3 separate regions of the Sus scrofa genome follow, and all the other regions are linked to region 1. A link is a contact called in public Hi-C and HiChIP or PLAC-seq data. All regions are on one chromosome and are shown on one strand. The core of a region is the stretch at or near the end of the contact, and the rest is flanking DNA. Distances in the headings are between cores, read along the strand shown. Region 1 holds the start of CDK17 (cyclin-dependent kinase 17). Region 2 holds the start of NEDD1 (protein NEDD1). Region 3 holds the start of LTA4H (leukotriene A4 hydrolase).

The links. A called contact is a pair of places that touch in the nucleus more often than the background predicts. HiChIP or PLAC-seq counts read pairs in DNA pulled down with a chosen protein or histone mark.
Region 2: a contact with region 1 is called in a Hi-C map of embryonic fibroblasts, with 2.5 times the contacts expected there. The contact joins the promoter of NEDD1 here to the promoter of CDK17 in region 1. A contact is called at or near these places in 2 of 47 Hi-C or Micro-C datasets (embryonic fibroblasts and epiblast stem cells).
Region 3: an H3K27ac HiChIP or PLAC-seq map of alveolar macrophages shows a contact between it and region 1. The contact joins the promoter of LTA4H here to the promoter of CDK17 in region 1. A contact is called at or near these places in 1 of 5 promoter capture datasets (liver) and 2 of 2 datasets of contacts at active chromatin or transcription factors (alveolar macrophages and skeletal muscle).

The regions. Positions count from the first base shown.
Region 1 is chr5:87,178,189-87,182,355 of Sscrofa11.1, forward strand. It overlaps CDK17 (cyclin-dependent kinase 17), which reads left to right and starts at 1,944. Exons shown (of 18, transcript XM_021092731.1): 1 at 1,944-2,035.
Region 2 is chr5:86,735,381-86,739,547 of Sscrofa11.1, forward strand. NEDD1 (protein NEDD1) reads right to left here and starts at 1,879. Exons shown (of 15, transcript XM_021092727.1): 1 at 1,768-1,879.
Region 3 is chr5:87,484,110-87,488,276 of Sscrofa11.1, forward strand. It overlaps LTA4H (leukotriene A4 hydrolase), which reads left to right and starts at 2,443. Exons shown (of 20, transcript NM_001185132.2): 1 at 2,443-2,762. The coding sequence starts at 2,604. It overlaps TRNAD-GUC (a tRNA gene), which reads right to left and starts at 2,107; the gene lies at 2,036-2,107. All of the region lies in intron 2 of LOC110260790 (a long non-coding RNA gene), which reads right to left.

The DNA.
Region 1 (4,167 bases), core at 694-3,193:
TGGCATATAAGTACATCTTTTGTAAATATCAACTTTTCTGTCTTTCCAACTTTAGAAGATCTCTAAACGATGCTGTTTCTTGCCATGTTACAGAGTTCTTTGACTTGGATAAATCTAAAAAGCATCAACTAAAGTTTTTTTTTAAGTCCACTTATTCTAAAGGAAAGCTTGTTATATATTTGAATTCATTTATGATAAGCACGTGTTAAATATGTTCAGAGCATAAACGTTGATTTATGGACTCTAGTAATTTTAGAGGTATGGAGAAATCTGACTGAAATGTATGATTGTTGGATATTACAGTAGATACACTCAACTTGGTCCAGCAAAATAAAAGAAGTCGTCAGGCATTCTTTTTAGGGAGAAAGGATTCACCCAAGACTCCAGGAAGATAATTGTCAAAAGTCCTTAGGACATAATGTGATTGAAATTGCATTAAAAATGTATTAAGTCTATTTCTGGGTATTACAGTAGACAAATATTTATATCTCACTTCACCAGGCCTTTTATGTGGTTTTAATTTTTTTTCTTGTTTAGCTTGTCTACATCCGGTCTCCATTCTTTTTCAATCCTCTCATTATCTCCCTCTAGGGGTTTCTGTTTGTGTTTACTCTGCCTTTATCCTTCTTAGTGGGAAAAATGTGGGTCAGTATTACTTCAGTTTGTCTTCACTTTCACTCTGCTGTTCATTCCTGAACTAGCTGTTAGCCTCTGGGAAAGAAGAAAGTAAAGACACTTACAGAAACTGGGCCAACCTCTCCACCGCTCCCCTCCTCCAAGAAAACACAACCTAACCAACTCTGCAACAGTACTTCCTTTCTGTTCTCAGAGCACCTTCCATTGCCCTTCTCAAAGCTCGGATTTGTATAACTGTTTATGGAGTACCTTTCACCCCAGAGAGACGCTCCGTGCTTTGAGGACCTAGTATATTGCCGCGAATATAAGAAAAAGAAGTTGGTAATTTAAATGAATAAATGCCGCCTGTGTGAGGGACTGCTGCCCTGGTACCCACCCCCTCACCTAACCACAATAAAGGAGAAAAGTTGCAGCAATCAAGCTCAAGTGCAGGTCCTTTGACACCAGCTCTCTAGAGAACCAACAGAGAACCGTGGCCACGGTCTCTCAATTACATAATTACTTGGATAATGTCAGCAGCAGTTTTTGTTTTGTTGGGGGGTGGAAGATGAAGGGGGGGATTATTCAGATAATTTCTCCTCCAGTCGCGGTGGACAGGCAGTGCCTAACCTTCTCACCTACGTGGGGTCTCCCCACCCCTCCCACCCCCTCCAGCCGCCCCGAGGCCCGGGGCTCGGGGCTCCAGACCCAGGCCCCACCTCGGGGTGGGGGGTTTCCCGGGGATACCCCGCCCCGCCCTCGAGGCCCCGCCCCCTCCGCCGCCGTCGCCGCCGCCGCCGGCAGGGGTCGCGCTGCCCGCGGCAAGCGGCTCGGGCGGAGGTGGGGGAAGCTCCCGCGGCCGGTCGCCTTTCTCTGCCGCTGCTGGTTGGATCGTTTCAATAAAAGTCTTTTTTCTTGTTCGCTCGCTCTCCCCCCGGGGGACAGGCGGAGGCGTCAATCCGCAGCCGCCGAGTGAGAAAGCGACGCACACGCAGCGAGCGAGAGCGGCCGCCCGCCGTCTCCTCAGCTCCTCACGGTCCGGCCCCGGGGAAGAAGGAGCCCGCGTCCGGCCGGGCAGCCTCAGCCGGGCGTCGGCGCTTCCCAGGCCGCCTGGCTCCGGCTGCGCTCCTCCGCGGGGATTAGTGGGCGGCCCGCGCGGCCCGGCGGCTCGGGAGCCATGTTGTCCGGGGGGCTTGGCAACGCGTGAGGGACCCGCGGCCCCTCCTGGAGGCTCCGGACCCTCGGCTTGAGCTGGAAGGCGGCGGCTGCTGCGGAGGCCTGCGCCTCGGAGGCGCCTCGGGTCTGCCGGCCGCTGGGACCCGGACCTGCATCCGGTCGCCGCGGGTGTCGGCCGAGCTGCTTTCCGCCTGCACCCCGCCTCGCCTCGCCTGGTCTCAGGACGCGGCCCCCGCACTTGCTGGTGAGTTGGCGGCCGGCGGTGGCGCGGGGCTTTCCCCCCTGACCCGCCGACCTGGGGCTGAGAGGGGCCGGAGCGTGCCCGAGACCCGGGCCTGGGCCGGCGGCTGGTGGGGACGCGGGGGGCTCAGGCCCCGCGGGGAAGTTGAGAGAGGTGGGTGGGTCGCAGGGGGGTGGCTTGTGCCTGTCGCCCTCGCCCGGGCGTTTCCGGCAGTGGGGTGAGGTGTGGGTGTCTGACTCTCGGGCTCCTCTGCGGGAGGCGCCTCCGGCCGCCGCCGCCGCCTCCGCCTCCGGTGCTTGCTGGCGCTTCGGTCTCCGGGGGAGGCCGGTCTCCCCGCGAGGCCCTGGAAGGGAAGAGGCAGAAAGTCCCCCGCGGCATAAAGGTCCCCTCGGCGGGGGTGGAGCTGCGGGAACGGGAGGCTCAGCCCCGAGGGGCAGGAAGGGGCTCAGGTCCGCGGGAGGTGGGCGAGGCGGCGGCGGCGGCGGCGGCGGCCGCGTTTCCAGCTCCTTGGAGACGCCGGGGGTGTGCGCGGGTGGGGAGCGAGGGGAGGAGGAGCCCTCGCGTGGGGAGCGGGCCGAGACAAAGATCCGCGCAGCCTCCCGCTGGCGGGTCACACCCCTGAGCGCCGGTCAAGAGCAGAGGCGGAGGGGATGTCGGAAACCCCCAGAACCGACGGGGAGGGGCAGGTGGGGGGCTGCCAAGTATTGTCATCTCCGCCGCAGTTGCTTGTCTCAGGGTTTTTGTGCGGGATGATTTTGCTCCCCGACTCGGCTGGATAGCTCCACACTCTCTCCCGCGCATCACCCCCTCCCTGCCACATTGAGTCGCCAGTGGTTTTCCCCTCGTTCTCCCCCTACTTCTCACCCACTCCTTTTCGAGTAAGCAGTCTTTTGCCTTCAGCTTGGGGAACGTTTGCTAATGACAGGATGCCTGAGCTTGTTCTGACCCTGAACTGCCTTGAACTCCTCTCTCTTCCTCCCACCCTTTCCTTTCTGGGATCTTATAATGTCACATGGCCATTAACAATTAGCTTTTCTTCTGCGAAAATGGCAAAAGCGTTTAGCTCAAATGCATGGCGCTCCTCCTTTTTATTAATGTGTCCACCAAAGACACGTCGTTAGTCACGGATTATCACCTCTTATTAGCCAAATGATTTTTTTAGATACAGAAGTGGCAACTTTTGTTTTGAGTTTTGGCTCTTCCTAGGGTCAGCAGTGTGTGTATCCCTGGCAGCCGCTAGACCTGTCATTTATCAGGAAATGCTTGACTTAGATAATTCTTTCCTCAAACTTTGGTGATTATTTCTTGAGTTTTTGTTGAAGGATTTCTTTTAAAAGGCACTTGTGTAAGAAGGTCAAAGTAACAAATCTGAGTCACTGTATTTTAGACTTATTTTATCTTTGGACAGAAGAAAATGAATGGGATTTTAAGATTTTGATGCCTTGCAAGGAGAGCCTTCCTTGAAATTAGAAATAAAGTTCAACCCAATTTTAAGAAAAAAAATTTTGCTACCATTAATATTATTGGTTTGGTTTTGTTCTTTTATGAGATTAAGTAGTTGATTTATTTATTAAATGATGCTTTACTGATGAAGTCGTTTCCGTCTTTGTATTCCTAACTTCTGCATACTTCCAAAAACAATGGGCTGGAACAAAAGAAAAAACTGTGGCTATTTTTAAGGAATATTCTTTTTTATATGAAAGAGATTACTGGAATGTAAAACTGGTAACCTTTTATCTGGTAAACTATCTCCTAGGCCAGAAACCCTAATGGTTTGAATGCTAGGCTTCAAAGGAAATAGGTTAGTATTTGAATTTAAGCTGTTTTCAAATTACTCTGCAAATATAATTCATTGATTTTTTTAACAGTGTAAATAAAAACATTGAATGGAAAGAAATGTAAAACCTGTTTGATGTAGGGATGTTACCATTTATCAGTGGTATTTTGAGAATAGTCCTGTCTTGCTGCATGTTGCCATTTAAATGTTGACACTGTAAAAATTGTAAAAGGGATTTCAGTTTAGGGACTAGTCTCTGAATTGAGGGACTTCCTTCCCCCTCCCTCACCACTTAACAGCTATTTTTTTAACCTCTGCAAAATTAATAGGTTATGTCATTAATATTTTATATAACATT
Region 2 (4,167 bases), core at 629-3,128, 440 kb before region 1:
TTTAATTTTTATTTATTTATTTATTTATTTTGTTTTGTTTTGTTTTAGGGCTGCACTGCAGCATATGGAAGTTCCCAGGCTAGGGGTCTAATGGGAGCCACAGCTGCCAGCCTACACCACAGCCACAGCAACTCGGGATCCAAGCCCCATCTGCAACCTACACCACAGCCCAAGGCAACGCCGGATCCTTAACCCACTGATCGAGGCCAGGGATTGAACCCAAGTCCTCATGGATCCTGGTTCGGTTCATTAACCACTGAGCCACGAAGGGAACTCCTAAAACAACAGATTTTAAAAGCAATTAAGAATTCCTGGTACGGACAGTGCGAGCGTGCAGCTAAGTGTACGTGATGTCACAGACAGGGTCCCAAGTCATCAACAAAACATCACATTGATGAGTATCCTCAATTTCAGAGGCGAAGTTAAAGGCATAATAAATCACAGGCCCTTTCATTCCCAAGAATGTGTTTATAAAGAGGCTACAAGTTTTGGAGTCCCCGTCGTGGCGCAGTGGTTAACGAATCCGACTAAGGACCATGGGGTTGTGGGTTTGATCCCTGGCCTTGCTCAGTGGGTTGGGGATCCGGCGTTGCCGTGAGCTGTGGTGCGGGTTGTAGACACGGCTCAGATCCTGCGTTGCCGTGGCTGTGGCACAGGCTGGTGGCTACAGCTCCGATTCCACCCCCTACCCTGGGAACCTCCATATGTCCCGGGAGCGGCCCTAGAAAAAGTAAAAAGACAAAAGAAGAGAGGCTAAAAGTTTTGTTAACTAGAAAAGTCACTTATGTGATTCATTATGCTTCACTCATCACGTAAATACCATTCTACTAAAAGCCGCTAGTCATCTGTTGAAATGTAGACAGTGTTTGGATTTGGTGCCTTAACATGTGGTAACGTGTCCTTTCCATTTCCTACTCAACAACAATTTAGTGCTGGAAAAGCATCTGTACATCCAGGAAACACCACTGAAAAACGTCTTTACTACAATCTTAGATCATTCCTGTGGAGCAGTTGTGGAGTAGCGGAAAGATCCCTGTAGCCTGGGCACAGAGGATGTGTCCAGAGTTAGTCACTTTGGCCAAGTCACCCAATGTCTGTTGGGAAGGGGACCACTGACCCACCAACCTCCACCTTCCCAGAACAGACACATTTAAGGGAGGGGCATTACATCAGCCTCTGGAAAAGGCGCCCATCAAAAGTGAGCTGTCAGGACACAAGGCGGTAAGAGCCCGCCAGCCCCAGATCTGGGGAGCACGGTTACAAGAAACAATTCCACTACGACACCTAGCTTAAACAAATAAAAGTTCTCCAACTTTCATTCACCCAAAAGGCACTTTACTTGCAGGAGTGTTGCTCAGCTGGGGTTATCTTGTAAAATGCATTCAAGCGCCGGCTAAAAGAGTCGGATTTGAGAGATTTACAAAAAGGAAGCGGGACTGTGGGCAAACGGCAAACTTTCCAGAGGCAGCGCAGACCCCAGAGCTGCCAACAACCTGCTCCCGTGAAGCCGGGCCACCTCTCGGGCTCGATCCGAGGCTGTCACAGGCGGGGGTGCACGACCCCGGCCCGCGGCTCCCGGGCACTTCCGCGCCAAACGCACCGCCGCGCCCCTGCCCCGCAAACGTCCCGAGCGCCCGGCCGGCCGGGGCTCTGGGGGCCCAGGGACCTCCGACCCGCCCCCTGCGGTGCCGGAGGGTGGTCAGGGGCCAAGAGACAGCAAGTACGTGGCGGGCGACGGCCCACTGCCCCCGGCCCTCCGAACCTCACCTCTCAGCCGCCGTAGACCGGGGGCATCGGACCGGCCCGCTCCGGCGCTGGGCTTCCGGCTCCCGCCTGGAGTGTTAAACTTCGGCGGCCGGAAGTCCCGCCCCCGCCTGGCGTCACCGGGAGAGGCACCGCCCGAAGCGGTGGCTCCGGCAGGCGGGCGGAGCCCGGGCTAGGGGCTGGGCCTAGGGCGGTGCTGGGGCTTGATGGGGGTCTTGACCCTAACCGCTGGGCGGTAATTGCCGGCCTCCTTCCCTCCACGCCCCAGCGAAGGAACTGGGGCCGGGCCGCTGCTGCCCTTTATCATCCATTTGTTCACTGACTGCCTACTGTGTGCCAAGGCCTTCGTTAGCCTCTGGGTGGGTGCACAGTGATGAGTTTAGCCTGGGAATACTGGGGTACAGTCAACTCTCGTGGTCCCTGGCCCAGCAGACGTTCATAAGTAATTCACACTTAAGTGAAAAGCGAAAACTGAATTGCGTACCAGATGCATGAAAGGGAAACGAACATGGATGTGGGTTTGGGAAAGGCTTCGCTAAAGAGGAAACCTGGGAGAGCTGATGATACCCAAAGCAATTTACAAACCAAGAGACATGCTAAAAAAGCTAAGAAATAACGGAAAGCATAAGCGAGCTATTCGACTTCAAAACCTACGATCTTTTTTCTGAATCATGCTGCGGGGTCAGGAACATCAAACACCATCTGGTTGGGAATTCTTTTGAAGGAGATGCTTCTCAGAGTGGAAAAAGGAGGAGGTGAATTAAGCTTTCATATGCCCACATGCCGCTTCTACCTGTGCGCTTTTTTTTTTTTTTTTTTTTTTTTGACAATTTTTGCTGAGAATCTTTGTAAAAATATAGGGCATTTCTGGAGTTCCTGTTGTTAAACAGCTCAGCAGGTTACCTCCTCTCTGTGAAAATGCAGGTTCCATCCTTGGCCTCACTCAGTGGTTTCAGGATCCTGCCTTGCTGTAAGCTGCAGCTAGGTCCCAGATGCAGCTGAGGTCAGGTGATGCTGGAGGCTGTGGCATAGGCAGCAGCTGCAGCTCTGATTAGATCCCTAACCTGGGAACTTCCATATACCGAAGGTGTGGCCATAATATATATATACACACACACAAACACACATACATATACACATATATATGTTATACATACTTATATAGATGTTATATATACTTATTATATATATTTTTATGTATATGGCATGTCTCCTAACTGTTGTTATTCTTTCAGCACAAGTACATACTCGGAGCACTTTTCTGAACTAGGTACATAAACCCCAGTTACTTGCACCAATATTGCAAATAACTGGAAAACTCTAATAAGTATAGAGCAGAAATTCTTTTCAGAACAGAAAAGTTGTTAAGATTGATGGGGAGCCTCAAAACAAGAAATTAAGGCAAGTAGCAACTTCCTTAATTGTATAGATTACAGTTCTTGAGGTTATAAAAGCAATTTTGACAGGGATGGGGGCCAAAAAGTCGGGAAATAAAAAAATAAAGTAAGAGGAGTTCTCTTGTGGTGCAGTAGGTTAAGGATCCGGCATTGTCACTGCAGCAGCTTGGCTCACTGCTATGTCTTGGGTTGGATCTCTGGCTCAGGAACTTATATACTCCATGGGTGTGGCCAAAAAAAAACGATTAAAGAAAAGGAAACAATGTATGAGCATGTGAGCAGTGGGGCAGGAAGAATAAGGGAAAATAAGGGAAAGAAAAGACAACTAAGTCTGAATATTTCAAACCAGCAGGATAACGGATACTAGAATATCTGACACAACATATGATATAGTAACATATACATGTTATATATCATACAACATATTCATGAAACATACTTTACTAAGCAGTATATATTTGTGTGTGTATAGATACGTAGGTAAAGTATATTTATGTACTGTATATATTTATCTTTCTAAAAATACATATGTACTATTATATGTCCCCATTTTCCATAAGAAACAGAGATTAAGTAACTCGCCCAAGGTCATACAATTAAGAAATGGTATGGACAAGAGTTAAATCCAGAACCATAAGACTATAAAGACTGTGCTCTTAACCATTATGCTATTCTACCAACAGCCAAAATACAGCATAAAGGGACAAATGTTAGCCTCTGCTGCTTTCTCCCTGCTAGTCCTAAGCCTCATCAAACCTTGCATGGTCCCGGAATGGACCTGTCTCTCCTGTTCCTACTTCCGTGTCTATATGCATAGTGTTTCCTAGTTCTGTATAATATATTCTACAAGTAATGTAAGCCAAATGTTGGAAACTTCACTAACATATAAATTATATACACCTACACAGCTTACCAAATGGAGTATCAAGACAAGGGATATTCCTAGAGACACAGGGATACTTTCTAACAATACAACTAGAAGCCATATCAATTGTAAATAATATGT
Region 3 (4,167 bases), core at 1,193-3,692, 310 kb after region 1:
AAGACATAAACTCTGTGGGTTCCTGGGAATCAGTAATTGAAAGATGGTGATATTGACATGTTTTACTGAAACAAACAAATGAACAAACAATCCTTTTTCAGTAGGAAAATAATTTGATTGTGTATTCCTTGTCTCAGTCAATTCTACTGCATCATTTTTGTCACCCTGTATTTGCTAGCATGCAGAACACTTTTACATCTCAAAAAAGTTTGCATTAGATTTGCAAAGGTCAATCATGACAAGGATTCTTAGGCCAAATGGAATTAGGATTTATGCAGGTGTAATGTATTGGATTTAATAATTTGGGACGTTTTTATTTTGTTTTTCTTGTCTTGCAAGGGCCGACACAAAGATATCCAAATGTAAACCTGTCTTTCTGTTGCTGGGGCCAAATTTGTTAGATCACTTTGACACAGAATGGGGCCACTCTCCAACTGCTTAATTCATCAACCACCTACCCCGCCGCCAGCTTCTTCAATCTTCCAATTTCTCTTTTTCTAGAAATCCTTCTACCTCTCTATCTGAACATGTCAAAGCTTCCCTCTCCGTAAAAACAGTAAAAAACATTTTCTCAGCACTCCACTTCTCTCTATTCCTCTTTCTTCTTCTCTTCTCACAGGGGCCACTGGAAATAGGCCTCTACCCCATTTCCCCTCTGCTCTGTTATTGCTCAATCACTGCTCTCTAGTGTCTACCTTCAACCAAACCACAAAAGTCAACACACTCACCATTTTCTCACCTCTATCCCATTGCCAAATCCTAAGAAGACCATTTACTTCTTATTTTAATGGCCCTCTAGGCTGTACTTGACATTGCTGGTTGGCTCTATTCTTTTTTTTTTTTCATGAGCACCTCTTATTCTAGCACCACCCTCTCTCTTTTTAAAAAATTTCAGCTGTAATGAGGTAACACTGAGAAATAAAATGTTAAGATATTTAAAATGTGCATCATGAAGATTTGGGGTACATATACCTTGTGAGAGGGTGCCTCCCCGCCTTCAAACTTTGTCTCTTAAATTCTGGTGTTCTTCCAGTTTCCAACCTGTTTCACTGCTCTTTTTACCCACTCTCCTTGGGCTGAGCTAACCCACAGCCAGAGTTTCGTCCATCACATTATGCGATACTCTCATACCTGCCGGAAACATCCCCAGAGCTACAAACGTAAAACTTCCCAAGCGTCTCATGGACAGCTCCGCTCCGAGTCCCATACACTTTCAAACTCCGTTTGTCCCAGATTAAACTTTTCCTACTTAAGTCTGTTCTCTTAATGTTGTCTCCATCTCTGGTTAATGATCATCCGACGACTGAAGCGAAGAATCTGAGAAACCACCTTAGGCTCCTTCTTAATCTGGGAAACCACTTCTCTCAAGTATTCTTTCCATTCTTTCCTCTCTCTCCTTACTTATGACTTACCGGTGTCAGCCCCCTGGCATCTTCTTCCTAGACTATGTAACAGCAGTTTCCTAACTCTTCACACTCTGGTTTTGTTGCCTTTCTCTGAATGCTCTGAAGACTACCAGTGTTCCTTTGATAACAGGAATCTGACCATGTCGCTCCTCTGCTGAAAATTCTTCAATGAGTCAGTTCCCCAGCCATGCATTCAGGAGTAAAGGTCCAGCTGTTTAGGTCCTTTGAGATGGCTCCTTTTCCAGTTGTCCCAGTTTCAACTCTTAGGTCTCATTTTCTTTAGGCAAGTTACGCTTCGATCCTTCCTCACCTCCAGGATGTCCCAGCTCTGCATTCCCCTGTAGCCACTGCACGCTCATATCATAGAACTGTCTCACTACAGAACATCTAAGTTTCTAAGATGGGAATGTGGCTTATTCCTTCAGATCTGGAAATGTACATAAGAACCAGGGCATTGGGTGTTGAATTGACAGAACTGAGTTCACTTGCACTGGGTTGCCAACACGGCATAGCACCAACAAAACAGCTTTAAAGTATAAATCTGACAGTCAATTTGACTGTTCCTTTCACATTTGCTCTTTAAATCTATGAACATTTCCGTCCGTAAGGAAGAAAAAGGCTTCTTGTGCCTCCCCGTCGGGGAATCGAACCCCGGTCTCCCGCGTGACAGGCGGGGATACTCACCACTATACTAACGAGGAATTGCACGGGAGTCAACTTTCTAACAGACTTCTTATCCCTTTTTGCCCCGCCCAGCCATTATATACAGAATCGACATTCTACTGTTCTTGTAACTTCCACCGAAACTGAATGGAACTAAAATGGAGGCTCTCAGTTTCATCTCTCAGCTTACTCAGCTCCATCGGCCCATCTTTCATCTAACTCTCACCCTCTCCTCTTCCTCCTCCTTCCCCTCGGGGAGCAATATCGAGCCACTTCAGCACCCCTCCGCGCGCGCACACACACTCCCAGGGAGCAAAGCGCACTCCTTGTCGCACTGCACCATGGGACGTGTAGTTCCATCCATGCCGTACCCCACTCTTCTCTGACTTCAAGAAACTTCCCTTCCCGGCTGGCGCCACGAATCCCTCCTCCTCTGCCTTGCCTCTCTCCCTCTTTTCCTCGTTCTCAGTCGAGTAGTCTCTCTGGCAGCAGAGTGTCGGGTGCGCATCGCGTGCGGCGGGACTCCCCACAGCCATGCCGGAGGTAGTGGATACGTGCTCCTTGGCCTCCCCGGCGTCCATCTGCCGGACTACACACCTTCACCTGCGCTGCAGCGTCGACTTTACTCGCCGGGTACTGACCGGGACCGCCGCGCTCACCGTCCAGTCTCAGGAGGACAATCTACGCAGCCTGGTACGGTGGGACAGCTCCCAGTGACCGCCTCTCCCCGGCCGCCCGCCTTCTGTCTCTCACCCCGCTGCGGCCCCTTCCCAGTCCCATGCGCCTGTCCGCTTTGCGCAAACCGCGACGCTTCTGTGCAGCCCGCGACCCATATTCTGCACCTCCTTTTCAGCCCCCACTTATTGCTCAGCATCCCCTTCTTCTGCCCCAAGACACCCCATACCTTTCCCTCCCAACCCAATTGCGTTTCTGCATTCCTCCCTCACTCCCTATGTTTACCAATCTCCTTTTACACCCTTGTCTCCAAAGCCCCGTTCCCAGTCCCTGGACACATGCTCGTGCCCACTCCACGCCCCACTCCTCACCCAGCGCTCAAGTTTCATCTTAGCACGAACCCCCTCCCCCATCCCCCATAAGACTAGTTCCCAGCGCCAATGCCTCTTGCCCTCTCCCGGTTTCCTGGGCCTGCAGCCCGGAACACCCTCTTTAGGCCCCTGACTGCTTCCAATTCCCCCGCACCTTCCTCAGTACACGGTCTCAGCCAAGTCTCAGACCCTGTATTCTGCTGATGCTCAGTCCCCCTTTTCTCTCCCAGTCCCCTTATTTCCGCCCAGAGTTCTGCGATAAAACCGATCGCCGTCTTCCCTCACTCTCCAGCCAGTTCTCAAACGCCCTCGAATTCCCAGCCCTGCTTCCATGCTTCCAGTCTGCTTTCAGACTCCACGTGCAGCTCTTTCTCTCTGGGTTCATAGTTCTTCCTGCCTTTGATTCTTATCACCCTTCCCGTCCAATAATTTAAGGATGGGTGAGACATTGAAGTTCTCTAAGAATGTCTCATTATAATTTCTTAATAGTGGGTTCCAAGAAGCAGGTAATATTGCGCTTCTTAGAAAATACGGGCGTCTTCAAGCTCTCTAGCCACTCGAATGATGACAAACTTGCTTAGATTTGTGGAATATTATTAAATTATTTTCTCTGCACAACATAACCTGTTTTCAGTGTTCTTACTCAAATTGTCTGGTATTATTTGGATTGTATCTTTCACCTGAGGAATTTCATAGAAAAGCATTTTAGAAATAAGAGGAACAAGACAAGACCGGCCACACTGTAGTGGTGTAGTGTAGTGATAGCTACTAAAACCCAGCAATAAGCAATCAGATAAGGTTATGTTGTGGGCTGGACGGCTGGAAATCAGTGGGGTCAATTCACTGGTCATAAGAATAAGTTTCGATAAGAGTTGGTGGTTTTTTCCTGCTTGAGCAATAGGCCTGTATTTTGAGTCATTAATATGAACTAATACAGCCCATAACTTTCTTACTCTTGGTGCTTTAACATTTTGCTAGACTGATTCTGATGTAAAAAATAGGTTGACTCCTCTATGCATTGATGAGTAGTCACTAGAAGTACTGTAAGGAAA